4 separate regions of the Mus musculus genome follow, and regions 2, 3 and 4 are each linked to region 1. The links are chromatin contacts, called in public promoter capture Hi-C maps. All regions are on one chromosome and are shown on one strand. The core of a region is the stretch at or near the end of the contact, and the rest is flanking DNA. Distances in the headings are between cores, read along the strand shown. Region 1 holds the start of Scoc (short coiled-coil protein). Region 2 holds the start of Vps35 (VPS35 retromer complex component). Region 3 holds the start of Trir (telomerase RNA component interacting RNase). Region 4 holds the start of Gadd45gip1 (growth arrest and DNA-damage-inducible, gamma interacting protein 1).

Region 1 (3,643 bases), core at 771-3,270:
AAGGTTCCCAATGAAGGAGCCAGAGAAATACCCAGAGAACTGAAGGAGACTGAAGCCCCATAGGAGGAACATCAATATGAACTAACCAGTAACCCCAAAGTTCCTTGGAACTAAACCACCAAAGAAAACACATGGGTAGAACTTGTGGCTCTAGCTATATACGTAGCAAAGGATGGCCTAGTCGGCCATCAATGGGAGGAGAGGCCCTTGGTCCTGTGAAGTTTCTATGACCCAGTATAGGGGAATGCCAGGACCAGGAATGGGAGTAGGTGGGTTAGGGAGCGATGGGGGAGGAGATCTTCGGAGGGAAAACTAGGAAAGGGGATAACATTTGAAATATAAAAAAAGAAAATATATAATTAAAAAAATCTCAGCCTCAGCATCCTCATCCATAAAATGGGCCTAATAACTGCATCTTATGGGTTTGTTCTGGGAATTTAATACATCCAGCTATGTGTTTGTGTACTTAGTAAGTATTCAACAGATGTTAACAGACCTTCTCATCTCTACTCTCTTGTTTTGACCACAGAAGAAACTTTAGAAAAATCATGTGGCCAAAGGCCTCATATTAGAACTCCTGGCCTAATCTGAGAGTGGCTTAATTCACATCACAGTAGTCCATCCAGAATCAAGGATATAGTCAATGTCCACTCTGCTTTTCCCATCATTCCACCTCGGCTGGCCTTAACATCTCAGATATGAGTTTGACATTTCCCTAATATCCTTTCAAACTCAACCACCAGACTTCTCTTGAACCTGCAATTAATGTTTTCCATCCATCATCCACTCACCAGCAATAGTTTTTTAAATTTAAAAGTCCAATGCACTACAGGAATGCACTGAACACTTTACATATATAGTTTTATCACAACAGAAAGAAAATGCAATTCACAGATGTGGATACTAAGCCTTATAAAGGCTAGAGGCCTTGCCTCATGTTTCATAGCCAAGATATTATTAAGGTCCTAAACTGAGTTTGAAAAACTCAACTCCTTTGGCGTTTCCACAAACAAAACAAATATAAAATTTCATCTGCATCCACTCCAGTGTGATGTTTCTAATCTGTTCATGTTCTGCTTTGACATTTTAGGGCTTTCAAAATCGATGGAAATCGAGGAACTACATCGTCAATAAGGATCAAACTTAAGTTAGATCCCCGGGGAGCTAGCTGCATCCAGTTTAATCATTGGAGCATACAGACACTAGGATTCCTACGCACAGCTTTGAGTCGCAGAAACGGATAACGGTTTGGGGACCTCTGTCCTTCTGGCTATTGCGACGTCTGTCTCTGGTGGTGTAACAGAAACCTTGGCTTTTCGGGAAACTATGATTTCTCCTTCCCAAACCTTACTCCTCAATATTTGTTCCGCAGGACGCCTGAGAAAAGCTGACAAAGAAACAAACCCAGGTTCTAGCAAAGACGTCCCACCCCAGACATGCACGGGCCACCACGCCTGCAAAGCAATCCTAGCACTCGAGAGGCTGAAGCAGAAGAATTGCGGCGAACTGGAAGGTAGCTCGGGCAGCAGAGCGTCTTCTCCTACTACCCGGTCCCATCGCACCCCCACGGCGTCCCGGTCCCGCACCGCCGGGCTCTTCCCACTGAGCCCGCGGCGTGGGGCCGGGAAGGTGGCTGCGCAGCGCTCGGCGGGATGTCGGGCCTCGCGGCGCCGCAATCCAGCACCCAGGCCGCCGCCCGGGTTCCCGTTCCATCCCGCCCCGCCCCACAGGGCCTCGGCGGTCTCCCAGGCCCAGCCCTCGCCGCCCCGAGCCGCCTCACCTTGCGTCTGAAGCGCCGGGAAGAGGCGGGATGGGTAGGAAGCCTCAGGCCGCGCGGCTCTCCGACCAACTGACAGCGTCAGCCCCGCCCTTCCCGCCCACGGAGCGTGCGCCGAGCGAGGAGGCGTCCTCCCACCAATCCTAACTGGAAATTGCACGCCTGCGCACTGGCTGCTGGACGCCTCGACAGGCCTGTGGCAGAGCACCGGGGTCCACCTTTGCCCTAACAAAAGGGCATTGACGACCAATCAGGATTTTTGGGCGTGTCCTAAAAAAGCAGCGACCAATCACGGCGCAGAAGAGAAGATGCGCCTAAGAAAGCGGTCCTCGCTGAGCATCTTTTGTCTCGCCAGGAACCTGGAAAGTGGGGTGGAAAGTCACTCTAGGTTAAAAAAAGAGAGACGGGGAGAGAGGGAGGGAAACAGAGACAGAATTTCTGGAAATTGCCGTGACCAGACTCTAGGAGAGAGATATTTCGTTCACATTCAAGAACAGAGTGAGCAGAACAGTGCAGCGCCCTCCCCCCTCGATTCTAAAAGCACGGTTTCCTTTTTCCCCACTTCTAAAATTAGATAACGCACAAAGCATATACCATTAATGGATGTTTCTCTTCGTACCCCATATTCAGGACAATTTTTAAACTTCCGTTCACCCGACCACGTCATGATTCCTTAGATCAGCAGTCTCCTGATCTCAGTCTCAGAAAACCCAAGGCTTAATTAAAATTGTGTTTCTTATTCAAGTGTACATGTACAATGCCAGACTTTGGGTTGCTAGGTGATTTTCGTGACACTTCATTATAACCTAACCTTTGAAACAAGTATCTTGCTGTTAGCGGTCAGTGACCACAGTATATTCTTACCTGCAAAGCATTCTTGCTTTGACTTTATCAAAACCTCTGAGCTGTAGAGGCCAGCTTACAAATACTTTCTTCTTGGCTTTTCTTTCTTATATAAGGTTCTATTTTTAATTGCATGAATATGTAGCGGTGTGTATGTACTTGCTTGTGCCTGTGCAAGGTGCCTGCAGATGCCAGAAGAGGGAATCAGACCCCTGGGATTGGGGTTACAGGTGGCTGTGAACCATTTGGTGAGGATGATGAGAACTCAACTCAGCTTCCCGTGAAAGAGCAATAAGTACTGTTAACTTCTGAGCCATTTCTACAACTCCCGGGTATCTTAAACCAATCAAGCAGGATTTGCTAACACGTGACCGTAATCCTTTATAAATAAAGTACCTACCATTTAGTGTTTGAGACGAAAGTATTAGGCTTGGACTACAATTCAGGATTTGAAGGAAGGAGAATATGGGAAGAGAGGGAAACCCCAGGTAACGCTAAGAGGAGTGCCAACAAAATAGAATGAATATGGGCAACATTCAAAGAAGGATGGGATTTTCCAAGATAGTGAAGAACACACTTTCTTTTCAAATGCACATGGGCCAGTCATAGAAATGGGCCTGAAAATTTGTTTTTGGTTTTAATTTTTTATTGTATGTATATTTTACTTGCATTTATTTCTCTGAAACACTTGGGTACCTGGTGCCTGAGGACGCCAGAAAAGAGTGTTGGATCTCCTGGAACTGGAGTTACAGACATTGTGAGCTGCCATGTATGTAGGCGCTGGAAATTGAACCTGGATCCTCTGGAAAAGCTGCCAGTGCTCTTAACTGCTGAACTATCTCTCCAACCCCTTCTTTTTTTTTTAATTATATGTATGTGTATATGTATGTATATGTGTGTGTGCATGTGTGCCAGTGTGCACATGAGTGATGAGCCCTCTGAACCCAAACAGGGTGTTATCTGATTCTCTGGAGCTGGAGTTACAAACTTTTGTGAGCCATGCAGCATTGGTGCTATGACCCA
Region 2 (3,643 bases), core at 637-3,136, 1.9 Mb after region 1:
TGTGTCTAGCAGGCTGAAGGCCTTGGGTTCAATCCCCAAGACTGCAGAAAAGACAAAGTTAACCGTCTGGATCCCATACACACACTAACTTAGCAATACCCCAGAAATCCGATGACGGAGCACACCATGAACATTAAATGGCAAAATTCTTTCTTTGTGCAGAATTTCTGCCCATTCTCCTCAAAATCTGTTTGCATTACCTCCAAAGCTCCTAACACAACCTCTTTCCCACCAGGAGCCCAAAGAACTATAGCAGAATGTTTCAAAAGCACATCTCTGCCATTTATTTCTATCTGGTGCCTAGCACATTCTATAAAATTGAAAGTACACCAGATGTTTGGTTAGTGCTGGACTCAGGATTTTTAGGAGTACAGTACCAGTGATATCAACACTTGCTTCCAGATGCAAAAGTGAGACTTAAAGGCTAACTACCTACTCAAATCATAAAATTGCCTATGACAGAACTGATACCCAGGTTCCATTTTCCAATAAAATTCACAGGGAAAACTGGTCCAATCTGGTTCCCCAGGCACATAAATATAATTTATAGTGTATCCTCAAATGCTTTGTATTATAAAACACTATGTCAACCAGTAAGTGTTGAAAAACAAAAAAGTTAAACTTCACACCAGTCATGTGCCAAATCTCAATTGTACAAAGTTCCGAGGGGGGAAAACATCTTGTAAGGCAATATATTATATTAAATATACATCAAATATTTATCAAATTACGGGAACAAACGCTCAGAACTCAGCCAGCCAGAACCAAAGATGACATAAATACCAAGCTGATCGGAGTCTAGCAAGATCATCATAAAGGTCCATTCCAAAAAAAAGGAAAAAAAAAATCAACAAAAAGATTTAATGCTGGTTTTTCCTATTAACACACTTAAAGTGAAGTATGTGCAGTGGCACATAGAATTATCAATACAAAGAATGAATATTGAAATTAAAAAAAAAGGACATAAGCATAGCACATCCAAAACCACTACCTGTTCATACTACAGCAAATGCTCGTATAACGCAAGTGACAACTTGCCCTGTGGAAAACAGGATCCGAATTTTGCGGAAGTTCCTGTTTATAAGGCTAGTGCCACAAAGCATCACGACATGCTATCGTCGCGGAGAAACCTTTGAATGACTGCTTCCAGCAAGTGAGTTAGAATCCTCAGAGAGCAAATGCGAAACGGAGACCTGTCTCCTATCTGATGGTTGGGCTCAATGAAAAGAAAGCAGGAGTCCTTCGGGAAACTCACGTGAGCAGGTCCCTAGAATTCGCTGACAGGCGCTGCAAGATGAAGGGGGCTCTGCGGCCACGGAAGGCCGGGAGACCACTGCGCCCCCCCCCCAAGGATATTTCCAGCAGAGAAAAGGCAATGGGACCCCCGAGGACAGCTGAGTACAAAGCTGGAAATGCACCATCTGGGCGCGACCCAGCTACGGCGCCAGCTCAGAAGCTCGGGGGCTCCTCACTGTCCCAACTCCGCACAGACCCGGGAGTCCGACTCTCAGAGGGAAGGTGGCCGTTCCGTACAAGAGTCTGACGCAGGCCTCCACCGACACCCAGAACCTGCAGCCCGCGACACCCCTAAGGGAGGCTCCTGGTCTCGGGGTAACGACCAAATTCTGCGCCACCGCCCACCGCAGCCCACCGCAGCCTAACGCGGCCTTCCTCAGCCCGTGCCAAGCCCGCAGGCCCAGCCTGGACCGGACCGGCCTCGATCGAAATGCAGGGCCTCCTACTCCGCCAGCAAGGCTCCTGTCCGCCGAAGGAAAACGTGGACTGCGACTCGGCAACCCAGGCCCACCGCTTCCCCTCACTCACCATGGCGACTCCGGGGACCACAAGCAGCAGCGCCTACCCCGCCGGAGCCGCCCGCCGTCAGGTGACCGAGCCTTGCGAGCCCCGCCCTCTCTAGCCCCGCCCTTGGATAGAAGCGGCTTTTCGATTGGCCCACTTAAAATCTCGCGTAGTTTGGGGAGAATGGGCAGCCGGCGGTGTATAGTGGACGGGGCGGGGCGAGAATAGTACAACGCTGCGGCGAACTAGGGACAGCAGGAAGGGAAGCCTTAGTTAAGGAGATCCGCGGCCGAGGAAGGGCAGCGAGAGAACCTTCTGCGCGTCCACTTCGCCTGGGCCCGCGCCTCATCGTGTGCACATGCGTAGAAGGATGACCAGGATTGGTGTGTGGAACGGTCTCAACCTCTGGTCGCAACCAATCTGGACGCGCCGGGGGTGGGTCTTAACCCTCTGACAATCTGCGCGCGCATTGCTCTTGGCGCGCATTTCTTCCAGCGATGGAGTCGGAGCTGGTACGCCGCCTCGCCCCGCGTCTCGGCCTTGCGGAGCCGAGTGTACTGAGGTGAGTGTGGCCGTGTGTGCGGGTAGACGTCCCAGACTGCGGCCCTGGGTCCTCCCAAGGCAGCGTCGGATGAGGGACTGGCGATGAGGGAATGACCGCACACTGGTCTGGGCGAGACTCGGGCCCAACATCAAGAAAAACTGTTGTTGGCTTGTAGAAGATGGTTTGAGAGGACGTATATAGTCGTCCTTGAAGCACTCTAGCTCTGTTGGATACACTGTGGTCGGAAAAGCCGGGGAGGACCTCTTGTCATTCCTTCAGACTCGATAATCTTGATAAGCCAGCCTTGCAGGGCAGACCCTGTGCAAATCACTATAGATGGCAAGAGAAAGGTAGATTATGGTACAGAGTGAAGAGCTGAAGTGATGAGCAGGGCGTAAGAATTCCAGAAAAGGCCGGGCGTGGTGGCGCACGCCTTTAATCCCAGCACTTGGGAGGCAGAGGCAGGCGGATTTCTAAGTTCGAGGCGAGCCTGGTCTACAAAGTGAGTTCCAGGACAGCCAGAGCTATACAGAGAAACCCTGTATCGAAAAATCGAAAAAAAAAAATTCCAGAAAGGGCCCAGTGGCGTTGGGGCTGATTTATTAAATAGTGGCACGCATGGGAAAATATGGTAAGAGTGGCCCAAATAGCTTCCATTTTCCGAAGCCCTTGAGATTAGGAGGGTCATTGTAGGATCTGTCTTAGGAAATAAAGCTACAGCAGGCAAGTGTGTAGAAAGTTCGTAGGTCTATTCCCAGGGCTACTGACCGGAAATACAATGGGACCCAGAACTATTTTCACAAGCCGCCGAAACTGAGACCCAATCAGTCATTAAGGAAGAGAAAGGGATTTAATTTACTCTAATCTGCCTGAACCAATTCTTTATACTTGTTGAAATAATGTAAGAAGGAAAGGTAATGTCCAAGGAACACGCTTGGACACAGCTAAGTCTGGAGTCATTTTGGTTCTATGTAAAGAACTTCCACCTCTCCAAAGGATGTGCTTTCTAGGCCCCAAATGAACTTGCACAGTAGTTAGGTGGTGTGCAAGTCCACCATGCTGAATTCAGTTCTTTGCCTAAGTGTTGACAAAGTTCTGCAGCAGTTTTAGTGACCATACTGCCTTTATAACCAGGAAAGCAGAGGAGTTCCTGCGGCTGTCTAAGGTGAAGTGTGTCAGTCTGTCTGCACGTAGCTCAGAAACCAGCAATGCTGTCATATGCCTGGACCTTGCAGCTTCCTGTAGGAAGTGCCCCTTGGATAGAGTAAGTTGGCTCCAAAGGACATTTGAGTGATCTGA
Region 3 (3,643 bases), core at 524-3,023, 1.6 Mb after region 1:
TGGTACATCCCACCCGTCCTCTGGGCCCCGCTAGAGTCTCCTTACCTGCAGGTGGTCTTACCAACGCCACCCTTGCCCCCGACGAAGATCCACTTAAGGCTACGCTGCTCGATGATATTGCTAAGCGTGGGTTCCAGCGGCTCCACATCAGGTGCATCCTCGAACTCTTCTGCTTCAACCCCCCACCCGGCCACCCCCGCCGCCATCTTGGACCCGGCTCACGTGATTAATCGGGGCGCACCACGTGCTAAATACGTACAGGGGAAATGAGTCTGCCACAGCCCTGTACAGGCTGGAAGTCTGACTTATTTTACTCCTGCATTGACATTTGGAGATAATGAGCGCTATCTTTTCACCATTTTATGAGTCAAGGGCTCACCTTTGTGAACTTTTGTCTGTAGTTTTCTAAGGATTCCCCTGTCTCGCGGACATATTGGTATGACCCAGACTACTGCTCTTCACTGATTGGGCCCTGAGTCTTGCGGCACTCTTTTCATTGGATGAATCTTGTCTTACTTCCACTAGTCACGCTCAAGTCCCTGCAGGCGTCAACCTCTCCTTAGCAACCAGGCAAACATCCTGGCCAAGCTTTTTGCGTGAAGTTAGAGCAGAGGTAGCTCTTGATTCCATAGGCTCAGTTTCCTGATTATCATTTCCCCCTTACTTTCTGTGTTGGACCTCAACATCTCTTCCGGTCCTCCAGTTACCCAGTTGGTTGTGAGCCACATGGTTTCTGTCGCAAACCAATTACGAACGAACTGGTTATTTGGCTGAGGGTCGATTAAAAGACTCCATTTGCTGCAGAGTATGCAGACTTTCCCCCTGTGTTCCCGGAACTCCCATGTTGGGCAGGAATGATTCCTGCAACAAGTCGTCCTTGTAGAAAGAACTTTAATTTCTGAAACTCTTATTGCGCTTGGCACTCTGCTTTCTCTCTGGGTGTGCTCCAAGTTCAGCAAATGCAATTTTAATCGAGTCCCTGTCCTTGGGAAAGAATACAAGGGTCCTTAGTCCCTTCATGCAGTACGCAGCTCAAAACATTAAGTCTTAGGTTCTCAGCCTGGAAATACGTTCGGCTTCATTTTAGTGCTCCAGCCTCTTTAAATACTAATCTCAGGCAGTGTCTAGCTGCACGCAGCCAGCGGTTTTCTTTCTTTCTTTCTTTCTTTTTGGTTTTTCGAGACAGGGTTTCTTTGTGTAGCCCTGGCTGTCCTGGAACTCACTTTGTAGACCAGGCTGGCCTCGAACTCAGAAATCCGCCTGCCTCTGCCTCCTGAGTGCTGGGATTAAAGGCGTGCGCCACCACGCCCCGCTGCCAGCGGTATTTTTATTTCAAGCTAAGAGATTAACTTCAGAGACAGATGTCAAACCTGGAGATGCTTCCATTCTAATAGGAGGTATCAAGTTAGATATGCTTTGTAGACCTAGTTAGGGGCCACACAAGTTCCCAAGGGACAATTGAAAACACAGGCTCCAAACAAGATCCGTTCAGTTACAGAGTTCTGGTGGCTGCCTGGGATTGTTCTCTTAGCCCTTACAGGGGGCCTGGGTCCCAAACGATGGTCCCATTCTCGGGGAGCTTCTGGCTGCTTAGCTAACTCGTATCTAGCAGGATTAGGGAACCGAGGACCAGAAGGAAAGGGACCGGCTTCTGGGCTCCATCGCCTGGTGGCCAGGTCAGAACCCTTTGGCCCCACCTAAGCTCCGCCCACTCTGCGTTGGCTTCTGGGTTCCGACCTCTCTTCCCAGCATGCATTGCTCCAGACGAAGCCAGTCCCGCGCCAAGCGCGCGGTCTGAGAGCCTTTCCCGACGTCCTTTGCACGGCATCTGGCCACAAAATGGCTGCCCGAGGGAGACGGGCGGAGCCTCCGGGTCGGGAGGCGCCCGGCCCGGCGGGCAGCGGCAGGAGCCGATGGGCTGAGTCGGGACCGGGAACGTCACCCGAGAGTGGGGACGACGAGGTGTCGGGCTCGAGTCCGGTGTCCAGCGGTGTGAACTTGTTTGCCAACGATGGCAGCTTCCTGGAGCTGTTCAAGCGGAAGATGGAGGAGGAGCAGCGGCAGCGGCAGGAGGAGCCACCCCCGGGCCCGCAGCGACCCGATCCACCGGCCTCCGCCGCGGCGGGCCCAGGGAATCCGAAGAGGAAGGGCGGCCCAGGCCCCACGCTCAGCTTCGTAAGGAGCCGCGGGGGTGGGGGCGGGCGCCGGGGCCCGCGTTGGCTGGGGGAGTCGGGCCCGGGAAGGGGCGTCATGGTCCAAGGCAGTCCTCCGCCCGGCTGCCTGGACGGTCCCGGTCGCTTGCTGAGAATCTCGAGCCTGGATTCCGGACCAGAGGTGTTTCTGGGCGGGAATGGGAATCCTTAGATCTCATTCGTGGGACCTGAGAACCGGGAAATTGCATTGGAAGCAGCGCTCTGGGGTTAGGGGGCCCTAGATGCTAGGATTCCCGTTTGATTTGTACCCAGACTTTGAATAGTGAGGCCCACATATAATGTGGGGGAAAAAGAGGAGACACATTTAAATCCCGAGTCTGCTGTAATCGTTAGACTCGACTCGGACCACGGACCGTAGCCGGGCGTGGTGGTACACGCCTTGTATTACAAGCACTCCGGATGCAAGAAGAGGAGAATTCGAAAAAGTGAGACCTTGTCCCAACTAAACAAAACCAACCAACCAATAACAAAAAGCAAATCACCGACTTTGTGGCCTTAGCAAGATCAATCGATTCCTTTCTTTATTATTTAACTAATGTCCATTTATTTAGCACCTTATCTTGTGCTGAGTATTTATTGGTGGTGTCTTTGACAGAAAAGAACGTTGTTTGTTTGGAGTGTGGGTGGCCTATCCTGATTTTCTGTAGTTCTAATAATTGAGATTTTGATGTATTTCATGAAGTGGTCCTAGGAAAGTCAGAACAGACTCTTAAAGAACAAGACCAGTGGTTCTCTACTGGGAGCAAGTCTCTTCATCCTCATGTATTTGGTAAAGTCTGTAGACATTTTGGTTGTCAAACTCTTAAGAGGAGATGCTAGTGACATCTATAGGTAGATAGCAGGGATGCTCTTCTGTATCCTATAACGCAAGGGATAACAAAGAATGATCTAGCTGAAAATGTCAAGTGTCATGTTGAGGAGCCTCGGGTTAAATAAGTTGGACATATACTCTGTTAGTTTTGAGCTTGCTTTGTCTCTGATGTTGAGACCTTGTAGTGGGGAGGAAGAAATGTTGGTTTGAGAATAACAGACTGTGGGTCAAATCTTGGATCCAGTTCTGTGGTTTGGGGTAAGGCTTAAGTTTGTTTAGGTCTTAAAAGGGGGTGTGTGTGAGCCTCCAAAGTGGCACATACATGGAATCCTAGCACTGTGGTGCTTGAGGCAGGAGGATTGCAGAGTCTGAACAAAGGTTACATTGTTTCTAAAAACAACACAGTGTGTGTGTGTGTGTGTGTGTGTGTGTGTGTGTGTGTGTGTGTGTGTCCAGTAGTGTGTGCCTGTAGTATCAGCTACTCAGGAGCTGAGAAAGGATCTGACGTGAAAGGATCTGACGTCCAGAATGAGTTCAGAGCCAGCCTGAGCAACTTAGTGAGACCCCGTCTCAGAAACGAGATCTGGGGATTTAACTCAGCAGAAGATCGCTTTGAATG
Region 4 (3,643 bases), core at 477-2,976, 1.4 Mb after region 1:
CCTCCTGAGTCCTGGGATTAAAGGTGCCACCATGAAATTCTGATCCTCTTGCCTCCATCTCTCCAGTGTCAGGATTATAGATATGCACTACCATGTTTAGTTTATGCCATGCAGGAGATGAAACTCAGGGCTCTATGCCTACTAGGCAAGCATACCATCAACTGAGTCACATAACCAAATGCCATAAAGTGGATCATAAATGCTTAAGATAAAAGGGAAGGCAGTGGTGGCGCACGCCTTTAATCCCAGCACTTGGGAGGCAGAGGCAGACAGATTTCTGAGTTCGAGGCCAGCCTGGTCTACAAAGTGAGTTCCAAGACAGCCAGGGCTACACAGAAAAACACTGTCTCGAAAAACCAAAAAAAAAAAAAAAAAAAAAAAAAAAAAAAAAGGTAAACTGCACATGATGGTCTCAGATCTTTAATTTCAGCACTGGGAAGGCAGAGGCAGAACCCTGTAAGTTCCACAGTGAATTCCAGGCCAGCCAGCTGGCACTACATAACAAGACTCAAAAAAACCAAACAACACCAACACACACACACAAACACACACGACCAAACAAGTTAGAATCCATGGAGCTGGAGAAATGGCTGAAAAGTTTAAAATATTTCCTGTCTTCCAGAAGACTTGAAGAATTTGGTTTCTTGTATTCAAGTCCCTTGACAATTGCTTGTAAGGCCAGTCTGAGAGGGTTCCATTGGCTTCCACTGGCACCCACACATGAGGCGCACACACACACACACTAAATCTTTTTAAAGATTTAAAAGGTAACATAAGCCTAAATATTAAAGTAGAAATATTTAATATATTAGAGAAATTTAAAAGCACAGATGTGAAGGGAAATAAAATATACAATAAAGCAGACATATTTAAAGCATTAATATTTCAAAATTAAAAATCAAAATGTCAAATACAGTAATTTAAATAATACTGGCACACCAGTTTTTTTCTTTTCTTCTTTTTGTTGTTGTTGTTTCTCTGTTTAACAGCCCTGGCTGTTCTGGAAGTCACTCTGTACACCAGGCTGACCTTGAACTCACAAAGATCCGCCTGTCTCTACCTCCAAGTTATGAAATTAAAGGCATGCGCCCCTACCGCCCGGCCAACGCACGCCACTTTTAAGTCTTATTTTAAACAGGCTCATTACCGGTCATCCTAGCACAGGCGAGACTGATTTAGAAATCGATGCCATCCTGAATTATGCCAAGAAGTTCCAAGATGACCTGGCTACAGGATGATATCCTATTTCAAAATCCCAAATGATGGCCGGGAAGAAGGCTCGGAGGGTAAAGGCATTTGCCACCAGGCAAGATGATTTTAGTTCTATTCCCACAACTCTTGCTTGGTGGAAGGAGAAAACCGACTTCCCCAAGCTGTCCTCTGACCTCCACTTAATCACCAACACTTCAACACTTTCGTCCCCCAATAAATAAACTGCAGAAATCCTTTCTTTTTTTCTTTTTTGATACACGTAGTCTTGGCAGCCCTGGAACTCATAGAGATCCTCCTGCCTCTGCCTCCTGATTGCTGGAATTAAAGAGGTAAGCCACCAGCCATACAATATTCTCTTAACAAACAATTGCTCCCCCCGCCCCACCCGCATTAAACGTTCACCTGCGCCGTACGGACTAAAGCAGCGCGGCGCTCCTCCGCTCCCCGGCCGGAGGCCCCCGGTGTTTCCGCCGCGCAGGCAGCGCCGTAGCCAGCCCCGCTGCCGCGAGGACCCACAGCCAAGATGGCGGCGCTCGCAATGCGGAGTGGCTATCTCCTGCGGCTCTCTGTGGCTCTGGGTCCCAGGTCCCGCAGCTACCGTGCGCCCCCGCCCCCGCGCCGCCGTCCCGGGCCCCACTCGCCAGACCCGGAGAACCTGCTGACCCCGCGATGGCAGCTAACGCCCCGCTATGTGGCCAAGCAGTTCGGACGACATGGCGCCATCTCCGGGGTGCCCCCGGCCTCCCTGTGGCCCACCCCAGAGCAGCTGCGCGAGTTGGAGGCCGAGGAGCAAGAATGGTACCCGAGCTTAGCGACCATGCAAGAGTCGCTGCGCTTGCAGCAGCAGGCCTTGGAGGCAAGGCGCCAAGCCAGGTGGGTGTGATGGGGCACGTACCCCAGGGCCCCGAAACCAGGAATCATCCGTAGTAGGCACGCGGATCCCTTGTGGCGTGGGCTTAAACATTACATGTTAACTTTGCTGCAAAGCAGACATCCTTGTAGTCATTCAACTGCAGTTTTTGGTTTTTTGTTTTTTTTTTTTTCTTTTGGTTTTTCGAGACAGGGTTCTTCTGTGTAGCCCTGGCTATCCTGGAACTCACTCTGGTCTCGAACTCAGAAATCCGCCTGCCTCTGCCTCCCAAGTGCTGGGATTAAAGGCGTGCACCACCACCCCCGGCCTCAACTGCAGTTTTAATGTTTGTTTTTACTTGTCCTCTTCCTTTATCAGTAGCCTGCCCTTTTATTCTAAATAGCAAGGACTCAATTAACCAGAACTCATTTTATTGCCCAGGCTGGCCTCGAATCTAGGATCCATCTGTCTTTACCTTCTGAATATCTGCTATTACAGGCCTGTACCAGTCCCAGCCTCAACTCTATATACTTCCCTAGTTACTCTGCAAGGATATAAGGACCCACACACCAGGGAACAAAGCAGACAGAGGATTCGGATGATGACTGAGGAACCCCCCCCCCCCAAGGAAGACAAACACAGTTAAAAGTGCATGCTAGCTCTTGTGATGTTTAAGCAAATCCCCATATAACCAGATACTGTTACTGGAAAAATCTCAAGGCATGAGTTCCCAGTAGAGGGAGCAACTGTTGCAAAGGCCCTGAGGTTGAGAAGTGGGAATGATGATTCTCAATTAGAGAACAGCCCAGGTGAAACCTTTTATCACAAATAATCTGGTCTTGGTGGAGCACACCTTTAATCCCAGCCTTCTGGAGACAGGCAGGTTAGATCACCGAGTTTTGAGGCCAGCCAGCCTAGTCTATGTAGTGAGACCCTGTCTTGTGTGGCCACCGTAGCTAGGTAGTGGGACCTGAGAGCAGTGATGGACTCTGAAGTCTGGGGTAGAAGTCAGAAAAGAAGGCACATGTGATCAGATTTGAGGAGAAAATGGAGGCAAACCAGACATTTGGATCGCCCCTTCTGGTGCAGGGTTCAGGGCTGGTGAAATGTGTTGCTGGTATTTAACCTTATCCTCACAATGTTAAAAGGACAAGATGACCCTTTTTACAGATGAAACTGAGGCCTGAAGAAGTCAAGTCAGATATCTAGAGTCATGCTGGCATTGAAGGATGGAGCTGGTCCCCCTTTCTGTCCCACCCTAGCTGATAAAACTTGTTCTTTCAGTTTTACTATCCTAATCTTATCAGTGTACCTACAGATTCACAGGACTGGAAAAAAAGTTGTCCCTGTCCCTGAATTTGGACCTGGCGTACAAGCATGTGGAATCACTGAGGACATCCATGACAAGGGCATGAGAGTGGTTTTACTAAACAGCTGGGTGAAATTCAGATTTGCCTTGGTCTGCCCTCACTGTCTGCTTTCCTATACAGGGAGCAGCGTATCGCAGAGTGCATGGCCAAGATGCCACAAATGATTGAAAACTGGCGAAAGCAGAAGCGAGAACGCTGGGAGAAAATTCAG

The links. Promoter capture Hi-C pulls out the DNA fragments that hold promoters and counts their contacts. Capture Hi-C pulls out chosen DNA fragments and counts their contacts.
Region 2: a promoter capture Hi-C map of liver shows a contact between it and region 1, with 3 times the contacts expected there. The contact joins the promoter of Vps35 here to the promoter of Scoc in region 1. A contact is called at or near these places in 1 of 39 promoter capture datasets (pre-B cells) and 1 of 9 other capture datasets (liver).
Region 3: a contact with region 1 is called in a promoter capture Hi-C map of pre-B cells, with 4 times the contacts expected there. The contact joins the promoter of Trir here to the promoter of Scoc in region 1.
Region 4: a contact with region 1 is called in a promoter capture Hi-C map of pre-B cells, with 4 times the contacts expected there. The contact joins the promoter of Gadd45gip1 here to the promoter of Scoc in region 1. A contact is called at or near these places in 1 of 39 promoter capture datasets (pre-B cells) and 1 of 9 other capture datasets (liver).

What each region holds. Positions count from the first base shown.
Region 1 is chr8:83,440,642-83,444,284 of GRCm38.p6, forward strand. It overlaps Scoc (short coiled-coil protein), which reads right to left and starts at 2,021. Exons shown (of 4, transcript NM_019708.4): 1 at 1,781-2,021.
Region 2 is chr8:85,297,631-85,301,273 of GRCm38.p6, forward strand. Vps35 (VPS35 retromer complex component) reads right to left here and starts at 1,887. Exons shown (of 17, transcript NM_022997.5): 1 at 1,825-1,887. The coding sequence starts at 1,827. It overlaps Orc6 (origin recognition complex, subunit 6), which reads left to right and starts at 2,002. Exons shown (of 7, transcript NM_019716.2): 1 at 2,002-2,362; 2 at 3,479-3,608. The coding sequence starts at 2,298.
Region 3 is chr8:85,025,060-85,028,702 of GRCm38.p6, forward strand. Trir (telomerase RNA component interacting RNase) reads left to right here and starts at 1,774. Exons shown (of 3, transcript NM_026760.3): 1 at 1,774-2,175. The coding sequence starts at 1,840. Get3 (guided entry of tail-anchored proteins factor 3, ATPase) reads right to left here and starts at 228. Exons shown (of 7, transcript NM_019652.2): 1 at 46-228. The coding sequence starts at 206.
Region 4 is chr8:84,830,556-84,834,198 of GRCm38.p6, forward strand. Gadd45gip1 (growth arrest and DNA-damage-inducible, gamma interacting protein 1) reads left to right here and starts at 1,727. Exons shown (of 2, transcript NM_183358.4): 1 at 1,727-2,085; 2 at 3,553-3,643. The coding sequence starts at 1,736. It also overlaps a transcript of Dand5 not described here.